3 separate regions of the Gossypium hirsutum genome follow, and all the other regions are linked to region 1. The links are chromatin contacts, called in public Hi-C maps. All regions are on one chromosome and are shown on one strand. Each heading gives the region's core, a stretch centred on a gene start, on an enhancer-like site or on the middle of the called end of the contact. The rest is flanking DNA. Distances are from core to core; before and after follow the strand shown. Region 1 holds the start of LOC107896881 (probable serine/threonine-protein kinase PBL7). Region 2 holds the start of LOC107896860 (U2 small nuclear ribonucleoprotein A'). Region 3 holds the start of LOC107896846 (thioredoxin H9).

Region 1 (4,755 bases), core at 627-3,126:
ATCAATCCTTCCACTCTTGCTAAGACAAGATTTTACAATATCCCAAATTTCAAGATTTTACAATATCCCAAATTTCTTTCAGGGCATTCCCATTTGTGCTTCACTTAGCTTTGGAAACTCCCCATAAGTGCATGAACATTTGTCAATTTAAAAAAAGTGGAAAGCAAGAGTTGCAGAAATGTGGTGCAAATAATACCACCCAGCTTTTATATGCGAAGATAAATCTTGATTGGAATAATAAAAAAAGCTTAATTAACAGCTCATGCACATTGAAATTTTAATAAACAAAGGCTACTACTAAGTACTAGCTTACCATTAATGGGATACAGATGTTCCTGCAGACCACCATTTGCCATAAACTCATAAACAAGCAGTTTACGACTACTATTTGAGCAATACCCAATCAAATCCAACAAATATGGAGAACGTAGACGTTTCAGCAGTTCCACCTACAATTGTGTATGGTCAATCAATTAGTATAAAATCAACTTAAAATAAAAGGAAAGTTAACATAAATGATATCATCACTTTATTAACTCATTTTATCCATTTTTTCCAGAAGAAATATAAAGAATTAGGTAAACAGAATGTATATTGTCGACGGGTTAGCATGGCACATTTGAAATACAGATATCAGAACACCAGAAAAGTACACTTAGAACAGTATTCATAGCAGACCTCCATTTTAAATTCTTCTTCTCCTTGCTTCCCTGCCTGATCCATTAACTTCACAGCAACTTTTCTGCCATTACTAAGCACTCCCCTGTACACGGACCCGAACCCGCCATGGCCAACCACATTAGACTTGCTGAAACCACCAGTGGCTGAATGTAACTGCTTAAAAGTAAAGACATGAAGCCCTTCGTCCGTAGCAACTTCAAGATCGGTACAGCAAGCTTTGTCCTTAGAATCAACCACTTCAGAGACAAAAGACCAGCAATACATCAAGTTGCATAAAAGGGAACATTAGGAACCGAGTCATGCTAAAGCAACAAGCTCACTTTATTGATGATTACTTATACTACAGGCCCTGACTACAAACCATCATAAGTCCGAGTCCCCAAAGACCCAAAATAATCATTGTCAAAAGGGTATAATCAACTTACCATCTTTTGGGAAGTACTTCATCGCGGGTACGAAATTAAAAAACCAAATAAAGGTAAAAAGAACTATATAAGAAACAGAACAAGATGAATCAAATATATTTTTCCACCTTTTTTTGACAGGAAAAAGAGGGAAGAACAAAAGATGAACTAGTCCTTATGAATAGTACACAAAGGGAATGCATTTTCCCCAATAATCTTCCTATATTCACATCTACTACACCGTCATCATAACCAACATAAATATACAAGAAAATGAAAGCAGAGAAAAGAAAATAGTGTAGTTTATTTAAAATATTATGTAGACAGTACCAGTAGAGTGGGATTTGGAGCGCTTAGAGAGGACCTTGTTACGAATATAACAATAGTAGCTAAAAGCCACTAAAAGCGAAGCAACAGCCACTGAAGCAAGCACTACAATGGCTACCAATGCAATGCGTTCTTTCCTCCTATAATACGAATATGAAAACTCAGGATCTTCCCCTCCTTTCTCCATTTTTGTTCTCCTTTTTCCCTTTGAAACCTAGCTCGCCTCCGACTATAAGAAAATGCTGGTCTTATTTGAACTTGGAGATTCCCCCCCCCCTCTCTCTCTCGCCTTTCTTCTCGCTGTGTCAGACACCAGGGTCAGTGAGTTTTACTTTACTGTTTTTTTCTTCTCCGACTAGCGCGCACACAAAGAACTTTTCCTTTTAGTCCTTTCCTTTTCTCTGCATTTGCATTTCCTACCTCAACTTAAATCATACTTTTCAAGATTACCACATATATAAAGTTAAATATTTATATTTGATGCACCCGTACTTATTTATATATGTATACTTCACCATTCAATCATACGATACCACTATTACTGACAGTACGTTTGGGTGGGCATGAATAGCCAACCCATTTCGATTCTAGGGAAATGATTATTTCGTAATTTGGTTTAATGAATTCCTTATTCAGTTGAATTAGAATCTTTGACAACGAATGACTATTTCACTCAATAATGAATAACATATAATTCAAGAGAAATTCTATCAAACTTGAATTGGTTTTTTCAACATCATTCTCGCAATTGGGGTTTTGAGCCTTTAAATTCTAGAAGTCAACAACTAACCAAAATGAAGGATTGGAGCGATGGAAGCTAAAGAGATAAAGTAATATTAAAATAAAATGGTAGGTTTTTAATAATATTTTTAAATATTTAAATATAATAAAATAATTTTTAAATATGATTTTTATATTTATTTGTAAGTTTAATAAACTAAATATATTGTTAAATAATTTTTTTATTATTAAATATAAAATGTTAAATTATTTATTTTCAAATATTATTTTTGACATAATATTTATAATGTTATTCAGAAATAAATCATATTTTTATAAATAATATATTATACTATTAAATATATTTATAATATATATTAATAAATTATAATATTAAAATTTTCTACATATATTATTTTTATTATTTTTCTGAATTATATTAATGAATTTTTTTGAAAGAATTCAGACTGGGCTGTATACTGAATAAAATAAAAGTACATAGTAAAAGTCCAAAAGCAAAAGAGAAAACCAATCAGCACCTAAACAAGACACGGCCTGAAACTAAAAAGGCTCAAAAACTAATTAGAAAATATCTAGATATTTATCAAACAGTCAAAAATTATAGATTGATGAACCTAATTAATGCCCAGTCAGATCATACTGTAAACCGTCGTATCATCAGAGTACCTTTCAATTTTCTTTTGACGATTCAGCTTTTAGGAAAGTTTATCCTTTCAAAAACCATTTCTCCGACTTTCCTTTACTTTCCTTTCATTTCTCTGTTTCCCCTCTGTTATCAATCTGGCTCTCGTCTCTGATCCATTCTTTGTTGAATCTCAGCATACACCGGAACCCCCATTTCCAGGTACGTCTCCTCCTTCCTTCTTAAAGTTTCCGTTGTTATTACATGCGCAAGGTTGTTTGCAGATCTTATTGTACGTTTGAAAAAGAAGCTTCTCGATCTGTTAATGTTTTGTTGTATATCGTGTATATAAGCTCCTATATGTGAACGATCTTGACTTTTGGTTGTGCATTTTTTGATTATCGTGAGGGAGTCGCTTTCTATTATCACCTTCGGCCATTGTTGTCCCACTCCTACTTTGACCGCTTTTCTACACGCTATTGCTTCGGCTGCAAATGCGGAAGATACCCCGTGGTTGATCTCTGAGTAGGAAAGAAGGACAAGCCTTTCCTCGTCTCTGACCACAACCCCTGAGGCAGATTTATGGTGAGTCGCATCATACTCACCATCAAAATTTATTTTAACGAATTCGCGATGTGGGTAGCTCCACTTTCTTGTTTCCTTTCCCTTAATTGACCTTCTTATTTCAAGCCCATTAGGTTCAACAATATAGTTGTTGATGAAGTCTGCTATTTGTTGCCCTATAAAAAATAGATCAAAAATCCAGGTAATCCACTATAAAAAATCCATGTTAGGAACCAGAATCAAATTCTGAATTTTTAATAGTGACCAAACTTCCACTGTGACAGGACATTTGCGAAAAATATGGTCGATTGTTTCAGCACTTTCACCGCACCGAGGGCAGTTTGTGTTACTGACGAGCTAATGCTACTGCATATTAACCCTTGTCGACAAATAATTCCATGAGATTCTCCATATTGTAACCTTAATTTTGCTTGGTAGATTAAGGAGCCATAGTTTTTTGTAAAAGTTCATATAGCCTGTTTGTAAAGTGTAAGCTCTAGGAATTTCCTCCAAAGCTTGTAATAGTTTATTGTAATAGTTTATAGGCACTGCGAACCGAAAACTCACCTGAATACTCACCTCACCAGACCAAGAAATCTTCGTGAGGTGTGCGTGCTAAAGGGATACGAAGGATTTTTCCAGCATCATCTGCGGAAAATTTATTGTTTATGAAATCTCACTTCCATGTTCTCTCATTACTGTTGATCAACTCATTGACCTTAACATCTTGCATGGCATTAATAACTGAAGATAACTTAAAATTAACAGCATCTAGAATCCAAGCATCAGTATTGATATATATACTTGTACCTGTACCGACCTTCCAATACATGTATTTTTCCAAAACACCCTTCGCTGTACACATGCTTTTCTATATGTAAGAATCGGTTTTCCCCAATCGAGAATTTAAAAAATTATCATTCGGAAAACACTTAGCTTTAAACACTTGCGTAACTAAGGAATTCTGGTTTGTAATAAGCCTCCACCCCTGCTTAGCTAATAGTGAAATACTAAATTGCACTAAATTTCTAAAGCCCATTCCCTTCTCATCTTTTGATCGACACATAAAATTCCATCGGCACTAGTGAATCCATTTCCTTCCCTGACCGTTTTGCCACTGGAATTTTGTGAAAATATTTTCCAGCTTCCTACATAACGATTTTGGTAAGAGGAAACATGACATAGCATAGGTTGGAATTGCTTGAAGAATAGATTTTATAAAGACCTCCTTTCCCCCTTATGACAGTAGTCGTGTATTTCAGTTTTCAATTCTCAGCTTCACTTTATCCTTGAGATTCTGAAAAGCTTCATTCTTTCGCCTGCCTATAACAGTAGGGAGTCTTAGATATTTTTCCAGATTGGTGGAGCATCGAACAACTAACATACTCGAAGTTTCTGCTTTGTCTCTTTCAGTTG
Region 2 (4,755 bases), core at 1,389-3,888, 630 kb before region 1:
TCATGTATCTTGTATCCAATTTCTCCCATAATTCTTTAGCAGTGACCTCGTTTTGGTAGGTGTCGAACAAACCATCAGATAAACCATTCAATATGTGGCCCATGTACATGTAATCAGCATTGTCCCATTTTTGTCTTTCTCGGGTTGTAGCAACAGATTCATTTTCAGTCTCGTCAGGTCTTGGAGTATCCAAAACATAAGCAATCTTCAAAGTTGATAATAAGAAGTGCATCTTTTTTTGCCATCGTCGAAAATTGCCTCCATGAAACCGATCAAGTTTGACAAAATTGGAAGCCAACTCCCTTAGTGCTCCACTTTCATGAGTTGTGGTAGTCATCATGAAATATAACCTTAAAATTGTTAGTACAAATCTCCGGTGAGGAAAATTTTGAACACACGAATGGAACTCGAACAGAAGAAGAAATAGGACAAGGCTCCAAGGCGTGTATCAAGCCACTATCTTTAAGGTTATATTCGCTCCCACCTATCTTCGGTGTGCAAACGAGTTTCAAGCAAATTAACCTCGAGGATACAATGAAGCCAATGGCTATTTGTGTTTTGCACTGACGAGAATAGCCTAGTACACACTAAGCAATGTATGACAAGGAACTCAATTTCTATAAAGAATTTCTGCAGTAATACTTTATAGAATAATCTAATAATATTAGAAAATGAAGGAAGAAAAGAAAGAATATTAGAATTTGTTGGTATGATTTCCAAATGAAATCTCATTCCTATTTATAGGAATTTTCATGTCTCTTCATACAGACATCTTTCATTAATAGGTGTCTTTTTGAATAATAATGTCTTTAAAACAAACACATAATTATTCATTTAATTATAACTATTCAAATAATATTATTTAAATAGTTATAATTCTTTTTCAAAAAATCAAATAATATAACTTTTAGATTAATTACACCCATTCATTTATAGTTATTGGAACACTATAAATATTTAAAAATGTTCCAACAATAATTAAATTTATTTAATATAAATTACATAATATATAATATAAAATACAATAAGATATTACAAAAGTAAAAAAAAAAGTTGGATTTGAACGTTGGATGTTAGAGCTCAAGCTTGAGTCACATTGTATACGAGCTTTTTTTTGCCTAAACCAATCTTTCTAAATTTTAAAATGTTATATTTGAAACGGATCTTCAAGTTTAAATGATTTGAACAAATCTAATTATTAAAAAATACTTTTAATGATGAAACAAATTATTTAAATTAATTTAGATTTTCGAGTCAATAAACTTAATCATCAATTCTTATATAAGTCACAAATATTTAATTTGATCAATTTATATAATTGAACTTCCATTATTATAGATTATGTAACTTATGCTAATTTTATTGAGTAAAAAGTTACCTTAATATGCATACGATAATATTTTAAACATAATCCAATGCTATACTAAGTCACTTATGCATTCCTAGTAAACTTTTCCATTAGAATTACTTAAGTATAAGGAAGGTTTTAGAATGAGATTAGTAATTAAATTATTTAGATTATTGGTTTTCAGTTTGACCGGTTTGATTGATTTGTCATACTTGATTAAATAATTCAATAAAAAATGTATAAAAAAATTAAAACTAGTGAAAAATTAGTTAAATTGATTTTTTTAGTTCAATTCAACTAGTTTGTATTGGTTTATGGTTCAACCTATCTAATTTTTATAATCGGATCGGTACTTCGATCGGTTCCCGATTTAATCGGTCCAATCAACTGATCCGGTCCGAACAACATTAAATATAAGTGACTTAATTTGTTAATAATTAATGTTTAGTGATATATTTAATGAAATTATAAATTTGTGACTTAAATAAAAATTAATGCTAAATTAAGTGATTTATAATGTAAATTACTGTATTATTTCTATTTGTAATAAAGGAGACAGAAAGGATTGCCATAAGTGATTTATAATGTAAATTATTTAATATTAGTTTTATTGTAAAAAATGCTTTTTAACCAAAAAAAATTACCAATTTAAAGGATTAATTTGTTTGGAACTTGACAAGCTTGGGGAGAATTGAGGATAATGATGAGTGGCCAACCCTGTTTGCAATAATGTGTTCACTTATATGGAAAAGTCACAACAATTTTATTTTCAATAACAACTACAACAATATTGATGATGTTGTCAGAACAAGTGTGGCTTGGGCTACAAGCTTTAAGAATTTAAAGTTAGGTGAAGTCTATTATGACCAAAGAATAAGATGTGAAGGCTGGATGATACTAGAGAGAGGGTGGACTAAGCTAAATACTGATGGAGCAGTCTCAGTCTCTAATGGGCCTGCTTAAATTAGAGGTGGAGAGGAACCAATGTTCAAGGTCGAGGAAAGAGCTATTTTAGAAGGACTAAAAACAACATGAGAGTGAAAACAATTTTAATGGCATTGTGGCAAATAATAGGATTTCGGAGTTACGATTGATTTATCATTTCTTAAATCGTGATTTAAAAGTACATTTTCGACATATTTTTAGAAACTACAATAAAACTGCTAATCATATTATTAAAATTGCAAGTTAAAATTACAATGAAATGCATGGCTTTTTATGGTGTTTCCTGTTAAAAAAGAAAAAAGAAAAAAGATAACCAAGCCCTCTTAGTGGCTACAAAATGTTGTCGTTTTAACAGCTGTTTAAGAGCGGGTGAAAAAAATGAAAACGGAACCAAAAGAAATGAATTTTAAGGAGTAAAGGCGCAAAGTGGCCGACTCCGACTCGCCGCTCCCACACTTACGCAACGCAACGCCTCATTGAACAAAGAAAGTGGCGGTGGTTTAGGGTTTTAGCAGAGCAAAAACATAGAAAAGAAGGAAGTAGGTAGGCATGGTGAAGCTCACGGCCGACTTGATTTGGAAGTGTCCTCACTTCTTCAATGCCCTCAAAGAGCGAGAATTGGATCTTCGAGGTGCTGCTTCTCCCTTCTTCCGCTCTAACCCTAACCCTCATAATAATGTTCTCAAAATTCCCTTTCTTTCCTTTTTCCCCTTTCAGGTAACAAAATTGCTGTAATCGAAAACTTGGGTGCTACCGAGGTGTGTATTACTTTGTTTGTGTCAATTTTTAGTGCATTCATAGCTTTAATTTACTGGTGGGTTCCTTTTTTTTTTGTTACATTTGCTCAATTGATAGGACCAATTCGATACCATAGATTTATCTGACAATGAGATTGTGAAGCTGGACAACTTCCCTTATCTTAAACGCTTGGGTACTTTACTTATAAACAACAACCGAGTTACTCGTATCAATCCCAATATTGGGGGTAAGCTTTGAATCAACACTTCAATTTCCCTTGTACTTTAGCATGTGCCCTTTGCCTTTTGATGTTGTCTCTTGGTAGGAAGGCTCTTATGCTGTTCACATTTCCCTTTCTTGCAGAGTTCTTGCCAAATTTACATACGTTGGTTCTCACAAATAACCGGCTGGTGAACTTAGTGGAGATTGACCCTCTTTCATCACTCCCTAAGCTGCAATTCCTTAGCCTGTTGGATAACAATATTACAAAAAAACCTAATTATAGGTTATATGTGATTCACAAACTCAAATCACTCCGTGTTCTGGATTTCAAGAAAGTCAAAGCTAAGGTGATTGGATATGCTAAACTATTATTTTGTCTTTTTATACGGTTTTAATCTGTTATGTTATGCATTTGCTGTTGCCTATGTGAAATTGCTGTGTTTAATTGAGAAACTTCTGGCAGCATACCTGTATTTATTCTCCTGATAGTATTTGCCTGACTGAGCCTTTAGCTTTGTAAATCTGAACTTCCTTTTTGACATTGTTTAATTACTTCATGGTTTGGTTTGAATATATATTTTGCAGCAGCACGTGTAGGTTCACGTAATGCTGTTATGTGGTGACTGATTGAGAATTAGATAATCGATGGAACACTATTAGATGTTAGAATGGTATCTTAGTTCTTCTTCTTATTCTTTTCTGGCCTCGTCTTCATCATTGGTGCTCTGATTACTAGGAAAATACATCCCGAATTTGGATTTTTGTTTAAAATGACAAATCTCTCTTTTAGTCTAATGGTCTAGTATTGCTCATCTTTAACTTATCTCTCAAATAAACACTATACTATAGGATTGAAACTATAGGATTGAAGTATTTATTTGATGTTACTTAAGCATTTCTTTTCTCTTCATCTTTGGGTCGGTGGGGAAGAAAGGGTGGGTGTAGGGGTGGGGGGCTAAATGTTCTGATTTTCGTAGTTTCTATTCCTCATGCAAGTATTACTATTATATGAATTATTTTTCTCATAATTATGCTTCATGGGTCACAGGAGAGACTAGAAGCTGAAAATCTCTTTGCATCTAAAGAAGCAGAAGAGGAAATAAAGAAAGAATCTACAAAGACAGTTGCACCAAAAGAGGTACCAAATGTTTCAGAAGTTGCAGAGGAAGAACAGATGCCAAAAGTGGTTGCCCCAACACCTGAGCAAATTCTAGCTATCAAGGTATTGCCTTTTCCTCATAATACTAGTTTGAATCTAGGATAATAAAGTTGATAGTGTTTTAGTTTTCATAATGGTTATTTTTTTTAATGTGTTTGGCTTTTGCATCTTAGAGGGACTTGAGAGAACTTTATCCGGGACAGGATGAAATAAAAGAAATGATAGAAATTAAGGGTAAAATGGAAGAACCTGCCTTCTGACTACCTCAGTTGCTCACTGAAAAGTATGCTTGGATACCATTTACATATGTGGTAGAAACTTCAAAAGAGCATAATAGTTGAAC
Region 3 (4,755 bases), core at 1,213-3,712, 610 kb after region 1:
TAGTAAACCTGGAAGGAGCAAGTGTATCAGCAATGATAAAAAAAAAAGTGAGTTTTGATGATTGTAGAAATGGGCTGAATGATGATGATGAGACTACTGATCGATGAAATACAACAGGGTGTTGAGTTTATAAGCAAAAAAAAATCTGATGAGGGAAGCATCACTAGAGATGATGGGCTTGACAATGTTGGGAGTGGAGAAAGGGTACAGGAGGACCGACAGCAAATACGACCATCTAGTTCAAGTCTTGTAGGAAGTGTGGAAGACATTTAACTACCCAAAATCTGCCAAAAAAAACACCTCTCCTAGCTTTTGAACCAGCATATCAGGCTGTAAGCACCACAATGTAAACCACACTTCTCCACAACCCAGACCTGTATCAACAAATGTCATGCTGACAACCGTTCAGCAGCTTTAAATAAATGCAAGAACTCTGAGAAGTTTAAATTGGATGAAAAATGTTTCAGAACAAATTTGCATGTCCAATAATGGACGTAAAATATCAGCAAACTTTAATTTTGAAAAGTTGAGAACATTTTTTGGTATTTAATTAAAGATTCATTGCATCTTGGCCAACATAATTCTCTCATCAGATATATTATTAAGTCATTAAAAACTCAAAAGACCAAAGGATTATACCCTGTTCTTGCGGCAGTACAGTTACTAAACCTATCAAAATGTTATTCACTAATAGATAAATAAATGCAGAAAACCCGAGAACCAGAACGATAATTGTTAGGCGAGAAAACCAAAATTGCATTCTATAAAATAAATAAAATGTGCTAAGAGCACTTACCTTAGAGAAGCAATGTCCCATATTTGAAAAATGCCAAAACGCCAACTGCAGCAATGTATCAGTACCCCTGAAAGTTGGGAAGACATCAAAGTCCAGACATTGCAGACTAAGTCCATGGTAAAGAATCAATTTTAACTATCAATTTATACACAATAATCAATCTTAAACAAGTTAAAAGTAAATCCTCACTACTTCCACACAGGCAATAAACTTCAAAAGGCATAATAGCTGTATTATTTCCTAATAAACAATACTTGGATAAAACCCTAAGGGTATATATTTACATTTCTGAACAAGTTACATCCATCCTGTTTTTCAAACCCAAAATTATGATATACAAAACCAAATCATGCTATTTGCTTTCTCAAATCCTTGCAAATAAAGCAAAAGAAAACCTCCAAAAATGAAATTCTCATTCGATTGAACAAATAGTCAAAATGCAACAAGAATTCCAACGACATTTAGACATAGCTTTTTCACTTGAATTATCAGAATTTTAACAAATACCAAGAAAGGAAACAGAAAAGTAAAAGAGTAATCTGAAAGTACTCTACAAATGGAAACAAAGACAAACGCAAGCTAGGAATGCAAGCTAAGAAGATTAATAGAACACCCGTCAATTACCAACTTAGAACAAAGCGACGGCTAATTTACCTGTAAAGATTAAGGCTTGATTTTCCGATTAGATTGGTGACAATAAAAAGAATCCAATACTAGATGCGAAAATTAAAGTAACCTTGCGGTTTAAGGAATCTAATGATGTAGAAATTAAATAAAGAATGAGTAAGCAGAAAATTTTGGGTAAGAAAAGCTTCTGAAAAATCAATGAAGGAAACAGAGTAGTAGATTGGAAGCCCAAAGTCTCAAACACAAACAGGAATGGAGTCAAGCAGGCTCAAGCTTCGAAGGACTGACCTGTTCTCTGACTGTTTGGATCCTTGCCTTTTGTATCTCAATTTACTCATATACCCCCATGTTTTTCGCTGTTGCCAACAGGTTGGTTGATCCAATATTTTGGATTTTTCTAATTTCTATTTTATATTTTATTTTTTAGAATAACTAAAAATTTTTAGATCAAAATATTCCACTAATTTCTAACATATTCATTTTTCCGACTAATCCTTTATTACAATTATGGCACGATTTAGTTATTTTTATTTATATATTTAGTAGTTTTTTTAATCAAAATTTACCTATTAAATACATTCATACAAGCAAATTTGGAAGGAAAAAAAGTAATGGGTCAATAATTGAAAAAAGTAAATTATTTTAGTACTTAAATGCAATTTCAAACTTTCGTAAGTAAAATAATTAATGTTATGGAACAAGAAATTTTCTGTGCTGAAATCAAGTTGTTCCATTCAAGTATGTATAATTTAAAATTAATTAAAGAAATTCTTAAGCTTGAAGCTAAATCAACAACCCTATTATGAGGTTGTGGTTAAAGAATTACGATTCGTTTTACCTAAAGTTTGGCAACTGTTTTCAGTTGCCCTAAGCGTTGGGTTGTCCATTTATGGATATAATTATTTGATATATGAACATGATGGTTTCTTACCTCAACTTTTGCATTTAAAGACCTAATCAGTCCCTGCACTTTTCAAAAAATTTAAAATTCAATCTTACACTTTTATTTTTAAAATTTTGACCCTGTTAAATGTTTTTTATTAAACATATGGTGTGAAATTTTGAAATAAAAAAAAAATTTACCTAACAACCATGTAACTAAAAAAGTAAAATTGTAATGAAATGAACTTGAATTTAATAAAAAATTTTAACAATTTTAATATAGGGACTAAATTCCAAATGTTGGAAGAGCACAAGGACTGATGGCATATTTTTAACTGTTAAAAATTTTATCGTCAAACCATAATCCTCCATTTATAAGCATGAAAGTTTTAGGAAATGCCTTTCATATAAGATGTCCACGTAATTCAAATCCAAATCAAAATATATGAAGGTTTTAACACATATATGGCATCGTACCAAAGCCAATACGTATTACACACTAACCACCATCATCCCATGGCATACTTCTGGGTCCAGCCACATGCTGTCGCTTCGTACTTTGCCCGATCAGTCTTATACATGTGTGCAATCTCCGGAACAAGTGGGTCATCAGGGTTTGGATCAGTCAACAACGAGCAGATCGAGAGCAGAACCTGGTTTTGCATTGGAGTTAAACTTTTTTTTTTTTTACCATGTTATCTTATTCTAAGACAAGCTCTAATGATATTTAAGACCAAAAATTACTTAAATTTCCAAGCAGCAGCAGAAGCCAATGCAAAGAAGGATAGTAACAATGACAATATAATGCCAATGATATTTGATCAAGGTTGGTCTTTCTCTTCTGATATTAATTATTCAATTCCCAGAAAGAAATTCTCTTCTGATATTAATTATTCAATTCCCAGAAAGAAAATTAAACTCGGGGAGTAACGGCAGTGATTGTTCGTATGTTGGAAACGCGTACAAACTCGTAAAATGCAAGTCTAACTTATAACCAATAGAAAGTAATTTTACCCAAGGATATTGAAATCAATTAAAAGTGACACCAGAGAAACTTTTGTGCAGCCATAGTCAGCCAAAAACCGAGATTCTGCATGTGTATGAAATACCATAAGGTTAGCAGGAGTAAGGTCAAACCTTGGAAATGGTTAGGGCTGGACTCCACTGTTCTTTTAGGATATCAAGACAAATGCTCCCATTGCTATTGATGTTTGGATGGAAAACCTTGGTCCTAAATGCAACCTAAACATGATGGCAGCATTATCCATGAAAAGAGTACGTACCACTCAAACAACATTCTACGCACACAGAAAAGGGATAATAAAACGATCCAGGTGAAGCAAACTACCTTAGGGGGCTTGAAAGGATAATCTGGAGGAAAATGAATACTAACTAAAAATACACCTCCCGCATAAGGGCTATCGGAAGGGCCCATGAGTGTTGCTTGCCAATGAAACATGTCTTCAGCTACAGGACCTATCACAAAAAAAAGTGCAAGCATCCCGAGGTTAGTGACATAATAGAGCATCACATGACAAAAGTTAGGTCTAAAGAATGTGACTTGAAAATTTTGTAGACTAAAAACTTAAGGACTTCGGACCCATGCTACTTTGTTGAGGATCACTAGCCCAAGCCGTACCCTGGCTCCCTCAAGGAATTCTATATAGTAGAGGTCTTGAGTTCGAGCCTTGCCATTAGCTTGCTTTTCGGCAACCATGGCACCATGTGCTCGCTCTTCAGCAACTATGGCTCCTGCCTATTCAGGCATCCCGATAGGCGCACCCCCTTTGTGAACCCATCAGCGCTCTCGACAGAGAGACAAAACCTCGACATGTTGAGGGTCCGACCCTCAGCATCCATGGTTAAGGAATTTCAGCGATAAGCACTGGGGATGGACAAAAGTAAGCTTGCTTGAGCAAAGGTTATACGTATACAGCCAAATACATATAATCCTAAATGGAATTCAATAAATTCATGGGTATATAAATGACACGTATTGTACATGAAACCAGAGAAAAGAAAAATAGACAAAGTGGTATAAATGAAGTTATTATCAGGAGGGGCATAAAATTTATGTCTGTCCAGAAAAAGAAAAGGGACCTGCACTGCAAGAAGTGGGTGGATCCTTTTGCAAATCCTTGAGTTCCTTCAAAATCCGCTTCGATGCCATGACGCTTTGAACAGACCACAAGAATCCTAAGAGAACAGGAAGGAACCTGAAGGCAAAATCAGAAAAAACCATCACATAAAGAACAATATATAGCAACCACGGTGAAAGTAAAGCTTGAAGAAGAAAGTTGTGAAAAAAAAGGAAAATATACCTAGAGCAGAAGAGAGAAATTGGGGATTAGATATGAGACGGGAAAGTTTGAAACTTTGAAGCAGATTCTCCTTTTTATCTCTCTCTCTCTCTTCCTCCTTCCTTCCTTGGCCCTCAACGAGCGCGTCGA

What was found. Hi-C and Micro-C count contacts between places; a contact is called where the count stands out from the background.
Region 2: a contact with region 1 is called in a Hi-C map of leaf, with 2.8 times the contacts expected there. The contact joins the promoter of LOC107896860 here to the promoter of LOC107896881 in region 1. A contact is called at or near these places in 4 of 34 Hi-C or Micro-C datasets (callus and leaf).
Region 3: a contact with region 1 is called in a Hi-C map of leaf, with 2.2 times the contacts expected there. The contact joins the promoter of LOC107896846 here to the promoter of LOC107896881 in region 1. A contact is called at or near these places in 2 of 34 Hi-C or Micro-C datasets (both in leaf).

Annotation. Positions count from the first base shown.
Region 1 is chrA10:89,074,255-89,079,009 of Gossypium_hirsutum_v2.1, reverse strand. It overlaps LOC107896881 (probable serine/threonine-protein kinase PBL7), which reads right to left and starts at 1,876. Exons shown (of 6, transcript XM_016822178.2): 1 at 1,416-1,876; 2 at 679-917; 3 at 314-449. The coding sequence starts at 1,599. LOC107896880 (a long non-coding RNA gene) reads left to right here and starts at 2,606. Exons shown (of 2, transcript XR_005903348.1): 1 at 2,606-3,360; 2 at 3,624-4,034.
Region 2 is chrA10:89,702,759-89,707,513 of Gossypium_hirsutum_v2.1, reverse strand. It overlaps LOC107896860 (U2 small nuclear ribonucleoprotein A'), which reads left to right and starts at 2,638. Exons shown (of 8, transcript XM_016822156.2): 1 at 2,638-2,924; 2 at 3,011-3,051; 3 at 3,149-3,278; 4 at 3,395-3,600; 5 at 4,302-4,475. The coding sequence starts at 2,843.
Region 3 is chrA10:88,465,411-88,470,165 of Gossypium_hirsutum_v2.1, reverse strand. LOC107896846 (thioredoxin H9) reads right to left here and starts at 2,462. Exons shown (of 5, transcript XM_016822141.2): 1 at 1,712-2,462; 2 at 797-863. The coding sequence starts at 1,761. It overlaps LOC107896847 (ubiquitin-conjugating enzyme E2-17 kDa), which reads right to left. Exons shown (of 5, transcript XM_016822142.2): 1 at 4,627-4,755; 2 at 4,406-4,521; 3 at 3,654-3,781; 4 at 3,443-3,547; 5 at 2,693-2,958. The coding sequence starts at 4,475. The coding sequence ends at 2,815.